Regions from separate parts of the Mus musculus genome. Here regions 1 and 2 are each linked to region 3. Evidence: chromatin contacts called from public HiChIP or PLAC-seq data. All regions are on one chromosome and are shown on one strand. The core of a region is the stretch at or near the end of the contact, and the rest is flanking DNA. Distances in the headings are between cores, read along the strand shown. Region 1 overlaps Pcyox1 (prenylcysteine oxidase 1). Region 2 overlaps Anxa4 (annexin A4). Region 3 holds the start of 1600020E01Rik (RIKEN cDNA 1600020E01 gene).

The links. HiChIP or PLAC-seq counts read pairs in DNA pulled down with a chosen protein or histone mark.
Region 1: a contact with region 3 is called in an H3K4me3 HiChIP or PLAC-seq map of embryonic stem cells, with 15 read pairs. The contact joins the enhancer-like site here to the promoter of 1600020E01Rik in region 3. A contact is called at or near these places in 7 of 39 promoter capture datasets (the C10 cell line, the HPC-7 cell line, cranial neural crest and 4 more), 1 of 15 datasets of contacts at CTCF or cohesin (embryonic stem cells), 11 of 484 Hi-C or Micro-C datasets (B cells, CD4 T cells, the G1E-ER4 cell line and 4 more), 10 of 115 datasets of contacts at active chromatin or transcription factors (the HPC-7 cell line, the SCID.adh cell line, effector CD8 T cells and 5 more) and 4 of 9 other capture datasets (adipose tissue, embryonic stem cells, liver and 1 more).
Region 2: a contact with region 3 is called in an H3K4me3 HiChIP or PLAC-seq map of bone marrow-derived macrophages, with 2.0 times the contacts expected there. The contact joins the enhancer-like site here to the promoter of 1600020E01Rik in region 3. A contact is called at or near these places in 1 of 484 Hi-C or Micro-C datasets (nephron progenitors), 3 of 115 datasets of contacts at active chromatin or transcription factors (bone marrow-derived macrophages, embryonic stem cells and pancreatic cancer cells) and 2 of 9 other capture datasets (liver and pancreatic islet).

Annotation. Positions count from the first base shown.
Region 1 is chr6:86,386,143-86,390,455 of GRCm38.p6, forward strand. It overlaps Pcyox1 (prenylcysteine oxidase 1), which reads right to left. Exons shown (of 6, transcript NM_025823.4): 6 at 1-3,229. The coding sequence ends at 2,571. Among named protein-coding and RNA genes, the nearest start is that of Gm52865, 5.7 kb to the left of the region's middle. Within about 2 kb of position 1,384, at least 20 of the 459 cell types and tissues checked have an H3K27ac peak or open chromatin away from gene starts, as enhancers often do. A contact at or near this core is called in liver, pancreatic islet and trophoblast stem cells, where this site is marked.
Region 2 is chr6:86,777,527-86,781,622 of GRCm38.p6, forward strand. The region is part of intron 1 of Anxa4 (annexin A4); the gene reads right to left. Among named protein-coding and RNA genes, the nearest start is that of Anxa4, 14 kb to the right of the region's middle. Within about 2 kb of position 1,890, at least 34 of the 459 cell types and tissues checked have an H3K27ac peak or open chromatin away from gene starts, as enhancers often do. A contact at or near this core is called in bone marrow-derived macrophages, where this site is marked.
Region 3 is chr6:86,525,083-86,529,234 of GRCm38.p6, forward strand. 1600020E01Rik (RIKEN cDNA 1600020E01 gene) reads left to right here and starts at 2,248. Exons shown (of 5, transcript NR_037960.1): 1 at 2,248-2,351; 2 at 2,809-2,892. It overlaps Pcbp1 (poly(rC) binding protein 1), which reads right to left and starts at 1,107. Exons shown (of 1, transcript NM_011865.4): 1 at 1-1,107. The coding sequence starts at 833. Gm38676 (a long non-coding RNA gene) reads left to right here and starts at 3,682. Exons shown (of 2, transcript XR_869219.1): 1 at 3,682-4,152.

The sequences.
Region 1 (4,313 bases), core at 134-2,633, 140 kb before region 3:
GTCTGCCTCTGTCTCCCAAGCCCTGGGATTAAAGGCATGTGCCACCACATCTGGCTAAAGATTTTTCTTAATTTTTTAAATTGACATAAATGTGTACTTTGCCTGTAGCTCTAAACCACTGAGACAACTCTCTGGCCCACCAGCAAAACTTTAAATTACAAGCCTAAGTATATCCCATTGCAAATCAAGTCCACAAACGGTAGAAACTTAGTTATCCTGTATGTCCCTGCATCTGCAGCGCCCCCCCCCCGCTTAGGTGCTGCTGCTTTTGCTGGTCTGAAAATACTCAGTGGAAAATACCAGAAAGAGCTGGTGGATGTGAAGGCACACACCTTTAATGCCAGGACCCAGGAGGCAGAAGCAGGCTGTCTGTATGACTTGAGGCCAGCCAACGCTACATAGTGAGGCCCTGTCTACAAAATGAAAAAGAAAAAAAAAAAAGAAGAAAGAAAGAAAGAAAAGAAAAAGAAGAGAAACAGACCAGAAGTTGTAAGTTTTAATTGACTTCCAATTGTTACAATTCTTCTATTTTATAATTATTGTTGTTAATCTCTTACTGTGCCAAATTTATAAATTAACACTTTACCACAGGTATATTGTACATGTGGAAAATAGAACATGTGGGGCTCACTGCTTCCCAGTTCCGGGTGCCCACTAGGGGTCATGAAACACTCCCGCTCTGAGGAGGCGCGCTGCACAAATCCACCGTACGAATCCACGAGAGTGCTATATTTCTGAGTGTTGTGTTTTTGACAAACCACATTCCTTAACACCACAGCAGAAAAAAATACAAATGTCTCTAAATGAATTAGAAAAAAGCCAACCTTCTGATTAAACTATGAATTTAATTTCTGTCACCATATCAAATATATCACCGCTGCTTTCTCCACACATTATTAATTCCTACAGCTAGAGTAGGGAAAAATAATTTTTAAGAATCAGGCTTTTTAAGACCGCTTTATTGAAGCAACGCTATAACCTGGTGAAGAGTTTTGATTTTTATTCCTTGAGATAGGGTGTTGCCACAGCCCAGGCTGGCTCTGAACTTTTGATCCTCTCGCTTTGTCACAAAGGTATGGATGACAGGCAAGTACCACCAAAGCAGGCAAAATTACTTTTTTTCCCTCTTAATACTAGTGGCTATGATAGTCACTGGAGACCTATGAGCAGTGGACTAAACACCAGATTTCTTGAGCTTGTCTACGTAAGAGAAATCTGACTCCCATGTGCAGCTACAACTGAGCGCCACTGTATTAAGATTTCAGCAACGGCCCCTCACTGCGCATGCCCAGCATCTGATACGCGTCCCTCTGAACTCACGCAGCCATGAAGACCTGGTTCTAAGGCCAACTGCTCTGGGCTCACTCAGGCCGCCTCTGCTCTAGTGTTCGTTCCCTTGGAGACCACAGCTGATTAACCATCGAGCAGCCAGTCACCTCTGGCACCGGTCTGCTGTGGTTTTGATTTGTGTTGCTTAGCACTTTTAAGGCACTCAAAGCTCTCTATCTGACACCCAGGACCTGCTCACCCTTGGCTGCATGCGAGGAACTTGATCTTGACAAAGCTTTAGAGCCAAGACCCCATCTTCAACCTAGGAAATTCCATTCTCTGGATGTCGATCCTGAAGCTCTTGAGGCTGGCAATGTAGCTCAGTGGTAGAGCATTTGTCTGGGATACTCGGGGTCCTGGGTTCAATCCCCACAGTATAGAAAAACAGACCTCCTCAAGTTAATAGTTTATATATTAAATAGTTTCTCAAGTTAATAGTTTATATATTTGGTTCCAAATCACAGGCTATCTCTGCTTCTATCTCTGAATCTATCCCTGATAAAGCCGAGGCAGAAGCAATCAAAAGTCACATTCTTAAAGTCAGGACTTCAGGCTTTGAGAACATTCTCATCAAAAGAGTATAAACTGCCAGGAACTGGGAAACATCTGTATTCCAGCACATAGGAGGCTGAGACAGGAGGATTGCTGTGATTTCAAGACCAGCCTGGGCTGCATAATGAGTTCCAGCCTGGGGTGCAGACTAAGACCCTAGTTGTAACATCCCCCAAAGAAGAAAAGAGAGACAAGAAAAGATTACAATCTAAACAAACCCAGGCCCACACCAGCCCAATGACCTAACCCAGATGTTTATGAAGTTCCAGGTGACTCTTAAAACCAGACAAGCCTGGGAAAATCCAATGTTTCCCCAGTTATCCAGCCACGCCTCATGTGGAGGGCCTGGAATCAAATCCCAGGCTCTCCGGAGACTGAGGCAGGAGGATTCCACCTGGACAACTTAGTGAGACCCAGTCTCAAAAGAAAAACCACAAAGGAGGGCTAGGGATATAGCTCAGCTCAAGAGGGGAACACTTGCCCAGCATGCACGGGGCCTCAGGTTCAATCCTCCTGTACCGCCCCCAAATCCAGAGTGATGACATTCTGACAGAAGAACACATTCTCCGAGGAACAGGAACGCTGTGTTTTCTCATGACCCACATGAGGAGTACCAGGAAAGGTTCAAATTCCTCTCTGCTGACTCGGTCCTTCGAGAGCAGGACGCTCGGGGGAGGGGCAGTGCTCAGTTACAGCTCCGTCTTAAGCCTTTCATACAGGTCGTCCTGATCAATCATGTCCTCATTGCCGTTCCAGCGGTGGTAGGCGAGGAGAGCTGCGTTGTAGCCGGCAATGGCGCTCATTTCCATGCAGCTGGCCGCAAACTCGATGCCATTGAGGTAATAGAGCCGGTCGTGGAGGATGATGGAGGGACATTTCTGAGGAGGCTCATAGTGAGGATAGGACAGCCATGGCTTCCGCACAGCATAATCATAGGACAGGAAGAGCTTTGAAATTTGTTCTTTGGTGAGGATGTCCCTGGAGAAGGTCTTCCACACGTGCATGCCATCCACCGCGGGTGGGGGACCCTCCTTCTGTCTTACAGAGGCCACAATGGACAGACTGTTAATAAACATATCGGAGTCATCAGTGACAAGAATTGCCGAGAGGCCAAACTGATCCTTGGGTCTGGAGCTGAAGAGAGTGGAATTGAGTTCTCCTTTGATGAAAGTTGTCACCAGCTGTTGATATGGGTCATTGAATTCCTCGATGGGCGGATCAAAATTTCGGAAAGTTATGTTGGACATCTTCCGGTTCAAAGGAGCAGCCACGAGGACAATGTCATAGAAGTCAGAATGGGTCTCAGATCCTGTTTTATATACCACTTCATACATCTTGGTGGGGTTTCCTAGAGGGCATGGTAAAACATGCAGTTTTTAGTGCTTCTAACACTTAATTTCAGGCCTTCTACAAATAATTCTGCAGCATTCTTGGTCTTCTTTGTGTACACGTACAAGAGTGTGTCTGTATTTGGAGGCCAGAGGCTAACCTCAAGTGTCACCCCCAGGAGTTACCCATCTTGAATTCTGTCTTTCTCTTTTTTTCAAGATTTATTTATTTGGGCTGGAGAGATGGCTCAGCAGTTAAGAATGCTGACTGCTCTTCCAGAGGTCCTGAGTTCAATTCCCAGGAACCACATGGTGGCTCACAACCATCAATAATGGGATCTGATGCCCTCTTCTGGTGTGTCTAAAGACAGCTACAGTGTGTACTTTTTTTTTTTTAAGATTTATTTATTATGTATATGGAGTTCCGCCTGCATGTGTGCCTGCATGCCAGAAGAGGGTACCAGATCTCATTATAGATGGTTATGAGTCACCATATGGTCGCTGGGAATTTAACTCAGGATCTCTGAAAGAGAAGACAGTGCTCTTAACCCCTGAGCCATCTCTTCATCGCCCAGTGTGTACTCTTATAAACAAAATAAATCATAAAAAGGATTTATTATTATTATTATTATTATTTATAGAAATGTTTGTCTATGTGAAGGTCTCTGTACCAAGTATATGTCTGCTGCTCGTGGAGGTCAGAAGAGGGTGTCGGGTCCTCTGGAACTGAAGTTGCAGGCCACTGTGAGCTGCCATGAGGGTGCTGGGAACTGAACTTAAGTTCTTTCATCAAGTGCTCTTAACACTGAGTCATCTCCCCAGCCCCCCCTTGTTATCTCTCACTGTAGCTCCCCAATTAGGCTAAGCTGGCTACCAGTGAGCCCCAAGAATTCCCCTGCCTCTACTCCCCCCGGCACCACAATTACAAGCACTTAACCAAATGCTCAGCTTTGTATGTGGGTGCTGGGATCAAAGTCAAGTTCCCATGCTTGCATGGCGAGCAAGTACTTTACTGAAAAGGCTCTCATCTTCCCAGCCCTGTTTGTGTTTTTGAGACAGTGTCTCGTGTTGCTCAGGCTGCCTTCAAACTCGCTATACTGCCAA
Region 2 (4,096 bases), core at 640-3,139, 250 kb after region 3:
AGAACAGAATTCTCTTTAAAGCTCATCTCATCTTCCCTCCAAAATAAAGTGGTGGAGTCCTGGGGACTATTTGTTCTTATAATCTTTATATACATACTTCCTATATATGGGCCAAGGTGTAGTTTCTCATGTTTCAGTTTCCTCATGGGCTACATAGAATCAATACCAAGAATTAGTAATATGAGGACTAATCAAGCTATGACCCCAAATTCTTAGAATGGTAAACACATTGTGAACCTGACAACATCTCTCTATTCTCTTTACTACTATTTGTTCTAGAACAATCTGGCCCCATATGTGAGAACTGACTGTACACAACAGTGGGATCAAGTGAAACAGATCCAAGATTGTTCAGAGTGAAACTTTCTGGGCACTTAGTGATAGAAGAGGTTTTTACCCAGCAGCAATGCCAGGTGGCTCTTTTGTCAGGCATTAGGACAAAAGTGACTCCACCCAACCCAGAACGTACCTATCTTACCTCAAGCAAATATCAAAGAGACAGGAAGTCCCGGCACCAGAGTCTGGTAGTAGTAAAGCCCCCATCCATCATCACCTTAGTGGTTTTTGTTTGGTTGTAAGCTAGGAAGCCACGTGGAAAGGAGAGGTTAGAGACCAACCAGAGCTACTCAGAGGCAATCACGGTGGTTAGATGCAAGCAAGATGGCTGCTATCAGGCCAAGGTAAACCTGCGGGTCATTCTCTCGCAATAGACTTTCCCTCTATGTGTCTGTTGTCACGGACTATCTATTCACAGCTTCCCTGATGCAGACTTACAGGATGAAACTGAGTTCTGTGGATAAATGCTGGCTGGCGATGGCTGCAAAAATAATGTGACTCTATACTTAGACACGGTAACTAATTCAATTTATGTGTATTTTACCTCAGCTTTTGTGTATGTGTGCATGTGCACATACATGCTCTTTTGGGTGCATGTATGTATGTAGGTATGTGCATACATGTGAGTGTGGAGGTCAAAAGGTCAACTTTAGGTGTCATTCCTTCTTAAGCATCCTGTCTTTTGAGACCACATCTCTCACTGGCCTGGAGCTTGCCAAATAGACCATTCATGTTGCCTCTAAGTATGTACCTCCACGTCCAGATGGTCGGTCTGGGTTCAGAGGACCAAACTCGGGTTCTAGCCAAGCTATCTTTCCATTTCCTTAAAATGTGTCCTTTAGGGCTGGAAAGATGGCTCAGTGGTTAAGAGCACTGACTGCTCTTTCAGAGGTCCTGAATTCAAATCCCAGCAACCACATGGTGGTTCACAACCATTTGTAATGAGATCTGATGCCCTCTTCTGGTGTGTCTAAAGATAGCTACAGTGTACTTATATAATAAATAAATAAGAAAATAAATCTTTTTTAAAAATGTGTCCTTTAAAAAATCCTTTATAAAAATCCTTAATCATGTATGATCTGTGCATTTTCTGATATGAAAGACATGGCCTTAGGCTAGCAATTGCTTCTGGGAACCTATTGCCCATGCCTCCCACTTACGAACACCCACTCCAAAGCAAACTGACTCAGCAAAATCCAAAAGCCCACATGGCTTTCCCACAGCATCATGGGTAAAATTTTGTCTTCTCAGTGTAACAGTCACTTAAAGGGAGACTGCCAACAATGAGGCTCTTTCTTTGGGTTACATCATGTTTCCTGATCAATCTGGGATGATTTTGGAATCGGAAGCCCTCACAGACCTGTGGCGGGTCCCTTAGTTTCACAGTCTTCCTTTAGGAAGGTGTAGGTACACTGTGCTAGGCATATTCGGATCTCGTGCTGAACCCATCAGTACCAATCTCTAGTTCTTGTGGGGAGAGTGGGGAGCAGGAGGTGTGGAGAAAGGGGAACCCCATGCACTCGGGGTACAGATGTCATGTTGGCTCATCAGTCATGAGAAGTGACCAGGAGGTTCCTCAAAAATGCTAAAACTAGGGCAGCTGAGATCACTAAGCTGGTAAAGGCACTTGCTGCCAAGCCCCGAGACCTGAGTTCAAGCCTTAGAATCCACATGGTGGAGAGAGAGAATCGACGTGCTAAGCTTGTCCTGTGACCTTCACACACAATGCGGCACGTACCCCCCACCCCACAAAAAAATCCAGGCAAAATGTAACAAACAATTTTTAAAGTTAAAACTGGACCAGGGGAGGGAGCTGAACAGAGAAGAGAGTTCAGTAATTAAGAGCACTTGCTGATCTTGCAGAGGACCTAGGTTTAGTTCCAAATACTGACATAGTGGTTCACAACTGTCCTTGACTCCCCTTCCAGAGGATCTGACTCCCTTTTTTGGTCTGCCAAGGCACCAGACATGCACTTAGTAAATACACAGACATACAGACAGACAAAATACTCTTAAATGTGAAACAAAAATAAGTAAATCCTTAAAAAGCCTAGGACTGGAGGAGTGTGACTTTAGAACCCTTGCCCACCTGTGTGAAGCTCGGGCCACTCCTAACACCACCCCCACCAAACAATAAAACTGAACAGAACCCAATAGCAGCACCACTCAACAGCAGCCAACCATACAATCAACCTAACCATCAGCAAGTGGAGGACAAAGAGAAAGTGGGAAATCCACATCTGGGTTGCTTTTTGACTTTTAAAGGCTATGTGGTCCTTTGACAACAAATCAGAGAAAGGAGCGTTGTGCTAAGTGAGAAAAGCCAGATGGAGAAGACCTGCAGTGCACGTGGACTGTAATCACTCAGGGAGAGCACAGGGCCTGGGGGCTTGCACCAGGTGTCTTCCAGCATCCAGGAAGTGGAGGCAAAAGGGTAGAGAGTTTGAGGGAGGACAGTGGTGGTTTCTGGAGCTGGGAGTCTGGGAAGGAAGGTCGATGGCCAAAAGGCTCCAACACATCAGTGAAGGGAGGAGTCGTCGTATGGTGCGGTGAATGGGACAAAAATCATCTCCTGCTTCAAAATCACTGAGAGTAAATCTTAAATATTCTCACCATAAAGAAAAGTGAAGAGGCTGGGGTGGTGGATATGCCAAGTAACTTGATTTAATTACTCACTATGTATTCCTAAAGTACAGTATCACTTTGCATCCCAGATACATGCAATCACTACTTATCCATATTCAATCTTTTTTTCTTTTCAAGGGGGGTTGGTGTTTGTTGTCATTGTTTGGTTTGGCTTGGTTTAGTTTTTCGAGAAAGGGTTTCTTTTGTGTGTAGCCCTGGCTGTGCTGAAACTCTGTAGACCAGGCTGGCCTCAAACATATAGAAATCTGCTTGCCTCACAATCCCAAGAGCTGGGACTCAACAAGGCTTGTGCCACCAATGCCTGGCCTATATTCAACGTTTTAAGTTGTTTTTTAAAACTGTGCATGGTGGCTCAAGCCTCTAACTTCAGCTCTTCAGAGATAGAGGCAGGAGGATGAGAAACTCAAGTTTATCCTTAGCTACATAATAAGGCCATCCTGGGCTACAAAAGCCCTGTCTCAAACAAACAAACAAACAAACAAAAGTTTAAAAAAGTATAGTAGGGTGTCTGGAGAGATGGCTCAGTGGTCAGAAGCACTGACTGCTCTTCCAAAGGACCTGGGTTCAATTCCCAGCACCCACATGACAGCTCACAACTGTCTATAACTCCAGTTTCAGAGGATCTGACACCATCACACAGACATCCCTGCAGGCAGAACACCATTGCACATAAAATAGAAATAAATAAAGCATTTAAAAAGTACAGAGGGTGCCTGGTGGGATGGCTCAGTGGGCAAAGTATTTGGTGTACAAGCATGGAGATTTGAGACCAGATCCTCAAGCGCCAGTGTTTAATAATAATAAAAGAGAAAAAGTCATGGCAGTGAGTCTGTAACTCTAGTTCTCCAGGGATGGAGGCAGGAGGATTCCTAGGGCTCACTGACCAGTCAGCCTAGCCCAATCAGTGAGGTCCAGGCTCAGGGAGACACACTGTCAATACCAACAAGTCAGGAAGCAGAGAAAAGACACCTGAAGTCCATCTCTGCTCCTGGGCTCAGGCACACAGCAGGAGGGAAGGGAAGAGCTTCAGCCTGTGTGTAGGCTTTCTGCTGTCCTGCTGAGCAACTTTCTGCCCCAGAGCACGATAGGGATGTGATGTGGCCCTGTCCTTCTG
Region 3 (4,152 bases), core at 998-3,497:
GTAGATGCATCCAAACTTGCCCAATAGCCTTTCACCTCTGGAGAGCTGGAGTCAATTCCGGCGAATCCCGTCCCGCCGTGCATCATGGCAAAGTGAGACTGTTGTCTTGCCACCTGGTTCAGCTTGGCCAGATCCAGCGGAGAAATGGTGTGTTGTCCTTGAATCGAGTAGGCGTCTAGAGGTGGTCCCTCCAGGTCGTGGGTGGCGTGGGGGTAGCCCGCCGCGTCGCTGCAGCGATCTTGGCCGCCCGCGCAGATGACTGGCGAGCTGGCCGGCATGGGCTGGTACGGGATGGTCATGACTCTCCCCTGTGGAGACTGGGAGAGCGTCTCCAGCATGACCAGGCAGATCTGCTTCACACACTCGGTGACGGACTGCGGCACGCCGGCGATAGTGATAGCCCGCTCGGTCGAGTTGGGCAGCATATCCCCCGCCACCTGGACCTGGGCCCCGGTGCTCTCGCGGATCTCCTTGATCTTGCAGCCGCCCTTGCCGATCAGGGAGCCACACTGGGTGGCGGGCACGACCAGCCGAAGTGTGACCGGGGGCCTGCTGGCCGCCGTACTGTTGGTCATGGAGCTGTTGATATCTTCCTCCAGCTTGTCGATGATCATGGCGAAGGCCTTAAAGATGGCATTGGTAGGCCCAGTCAGCGTGATGATCCTCTCCGGGCAGTTCCCCTCCGAGATGTTGATCCGCGCGCCGCTCTCCTCGCGGATCCTCTTCACCGACTCCCCTTTCTTCCCGATGATGCTGCCTACTTCCTTTCCGTGCATCAGCAGCCGAATGGTGAGAGTCACGTTGAGTCCGCTTTCAGTCACACCGGCGTCCATGGCGAGCGGCGGGCGGCGTTCGGGAGTTGGGCTCGTTACGTGGTCAAGTCCTGGGCGGCTGGCGGGGGAGGGGAGGAGTAGGCCCGAACTGCCGGCGCGAGGCGAGCGGGGGGCCGCAGGAGCGGGCGGGCGCGGGCGGGAGGCCGCGGCGGCGTCGCAGGACTGGCGGCGGCGGCGACGGGGGCGAGCGGGACCGGGAGCGGTCGACGGGCGGGTGGGCGAGGGCGCGGCGGTGGCGACTCCGGCGGCAGCCTCGGCGGTCTGGGCGGGGCGGGAAGCCCGCTTTCAACCCCGCGTACCCTCTGACCCCGGAAGTGCTTTCCGCGCAGGACCCCTAGGAGAAAAAAAAGAGGACCGGCTTTTTTAGGTCACAAGACTGCGCCAGCGCGCGCGACCCTTGAGAAAAATAACCCGGTGGCACCGCCGTCGGGTTGAAAACGGACAACGTGGGCAAAACTGGGGACCCGGCAGAGATTGAGAGGGAGCACGTGTTTTGTTAACCCTAGCGGCTCCGGCAGGGGACTGGGAAAATATACTGGTTTTGTGCCGGGGACAGATAATTGTTTCCCGGTCCGCCCAAGGATTCGATGGCGGAGCGATACAGGCATCGGCGGAGGCCGCTGCAGGCGGGAGCTAGGCCGCCGCGGGTCGAAAACGTGCGCGGGAGGGGACCAGGGCGCATGCGCGGCAGCGAGGGGGGGCGCGAGCGGCCCGCGTTGGCTTCCGTGGGGGGAGGGGCGGCGAGGCGAGGCGCGGCCCGGCGGCTGTGCACGCGCTCTGCTGGGCACGTGGGGCCCCTTCGTCCCCGGCGTCCGGGCGCCTGGTCCCAGCCCCCACCTTGGCCTCCGTCCGGCGGCTGCGTCCGCGACGCAGAGAGACTCGAGCGAGAGTCACCCGCCCCGGCGAGTGCCGCTCGGGCTAGTGGCGTTAGGAACGGGGGCCGCTGGAATGGCGTCCACTTACATAATGCTTTGTTTGCACTTGGTCGGCTCCGGTTAGGGAAGCCCTCGGAGGCGCTACCTCCTGCCCTCGTGTTTTATGTCCCACGATAGTTCCCGAGACCTTAGAGGAGCGGTGCGCACTGACGGCGTGCCGGCATGGCCCCCCGCATGTCCGCGCTGGCTCGCCCGCCGCCTGGACCACGCTTTCGGGAGGCGGCCAAGCCTGGGCGCCGCCGCCATCTTGGGAGGTCGCCCTGACCGAGGCCTCCCGCCGGGAAATGGCCCTCGAGACGCTGGAGAGCGCCTTGTGCTTTCTTTGCCGGCTCCTCGTGCCGCCGCCATAGTCAGCCTGGAGGAGGTCGTGTGAAGGAACGTGTTGTTTAATACTTGGCCGAAAGGACCAGCGTGGCGTTCCTCACCCCACCGCCACCCCACCCCCGAGCGGGGAGGGCTGGCGGCCATGTTTCCCAACAAAATGGCGACACGTGTCGCCATCGAAAAATTGGGCCGGGTCTGAAAGCTCTAGAATGTGCCTTTCATCAGTCTCAGAATTTCCCATAGGATGAAACAGCAAGAGGTGCTTTTGGAAGAAAGTTAATTCCCTTGGTGGGCAGGAGAATAAATAAAATGCAGGCCTGACACGGGATTTTTAAAAAACTGAGTAATGGCAGGCAGGTGTGTGCCTGTGTGTGTGCGTGCGCGCGTGTGTGCACAGTATGTAACCAAGTACCCAAGCATCTAGAAAAAATTTCTAGTTTTTTTCTAGATGTTGTACAGGTGGTGCTGTAACTGATTTAAGATTGTTATGCCTAATAAGCCATAGAATGGCAATGTCTCACTATTCAACTGTCCAGTGATCCTAAAGTTCACAGTTATGTCCACTTTTCCACCTTTACAGTCAAGAGGAACAGATTGTGGGTGTGGGTGTGCCACAGCAGATTCCATTCTAAACATTTTATCCCATGCAATATATATTTTTTTTAATTGAAAATTCCATGAAGTGGGTATTTATTTCTCTTTCTTTTCCCCAACAGAGCAAGACAATCCCAGAGAGATGAATGAAGTGAATGACCCAAGGTTACACAGGATGGAACCTATATCTTCTGATTTCTCTACTGGTGAGCACCTTTTGCAGATTTTTTTATTTGAATCAGAGTTTTAGAATTTAATTTTGCTGAGCTGGTTATCAGACATAGGATCTCTAACTTTTTAGCCAAGCTGTCTACCACTACGCCACAGTTTTGTGTGTGTGGTTTTTTTTTTTCAGTGCAGAGGCACTGAGCTCTGGATCCTCCTGTCTCACTTCACAAACACTGGAATGACAGGATGTGCCACCACTGGCATGTTGAGGGCATGGTAGGAAACACCTTTAATCCCATCACTGGGGAAACAGAAACAGGTAGATCTTTGAGAATTTGAGGCCAGCTGGGGCTACAAAGTGATACCCTGTTTCAAAAAAAAAAAGAGAAAGAAAAGAACTGACTTGTGTGAACTTGTCATTTCTAAAGGAGCCACTCAGAACCCCCCCCCCCCCCCCCCCCCCCCCCGCCCCGCACCTGTTTGTATGTTCCGTGCCTTCACTTATTCCTGGTGTTAGTGACATTTGTTTAGGCTCAAATATTATTTTACAAAGCCTCTGGATGAGGACAGGAAGAGGATGTGATTCAGGCTTGCCCAAAAGTTCAGTATCTGTTCATCTGGCCTCATCTGAGGCCCATTTCCCTCCACCTGGCTCCAAGGGAGCAAGCGAGCAGTTCCCTAGAGACTTGCTTTCCTCAGTTGCTTGTGGATGGATTTCTGGTTTCTCCATCCCAGTCCTTTAAGCAGATAAAATAAGTTACTTTACCTGGTTCCAATCATCTATTTCTCTTTAAATATTGACAGAGCATGGAGGAATATTAGATAAATCATAACTTGTGACTCCTCAAACCATGCGGCCTTCACTATTCAGTGTATTCAATTAAGTTCAATGTAGGTCATAAATCAGCTTTTTTCGTAAAAGCAGCACAGATGCATGTGGTATGGAATTATAATTACAGAGAGGTTATAACCTTCATTTAAATTTGTTAAATACTCATGGAAATGAGTGTATAGTTAGGTATGTTTAAATTTATTAAACTCACCTGGTCTAGAAGGTGAGGGTACTTCTCAGGAATAGACTCAAGCTCCCAATTAGGTCAGCTATTTCTACCCATAATTCCTAAAATCATGTACTGAAGTCTGCAAATAGCTATTTATTAGGCTCACATTTAAAAATTAGGTTGGGTTTTTGTTGTCTTGTTTTAAGACAGGGTATCGCCATGTAGCCCTGGCTAGCCTGGAACTTCTTTTGCAGACCAGGCTGGCTTTGAACTCCGAGCGATTCATCTGTCTGTCTC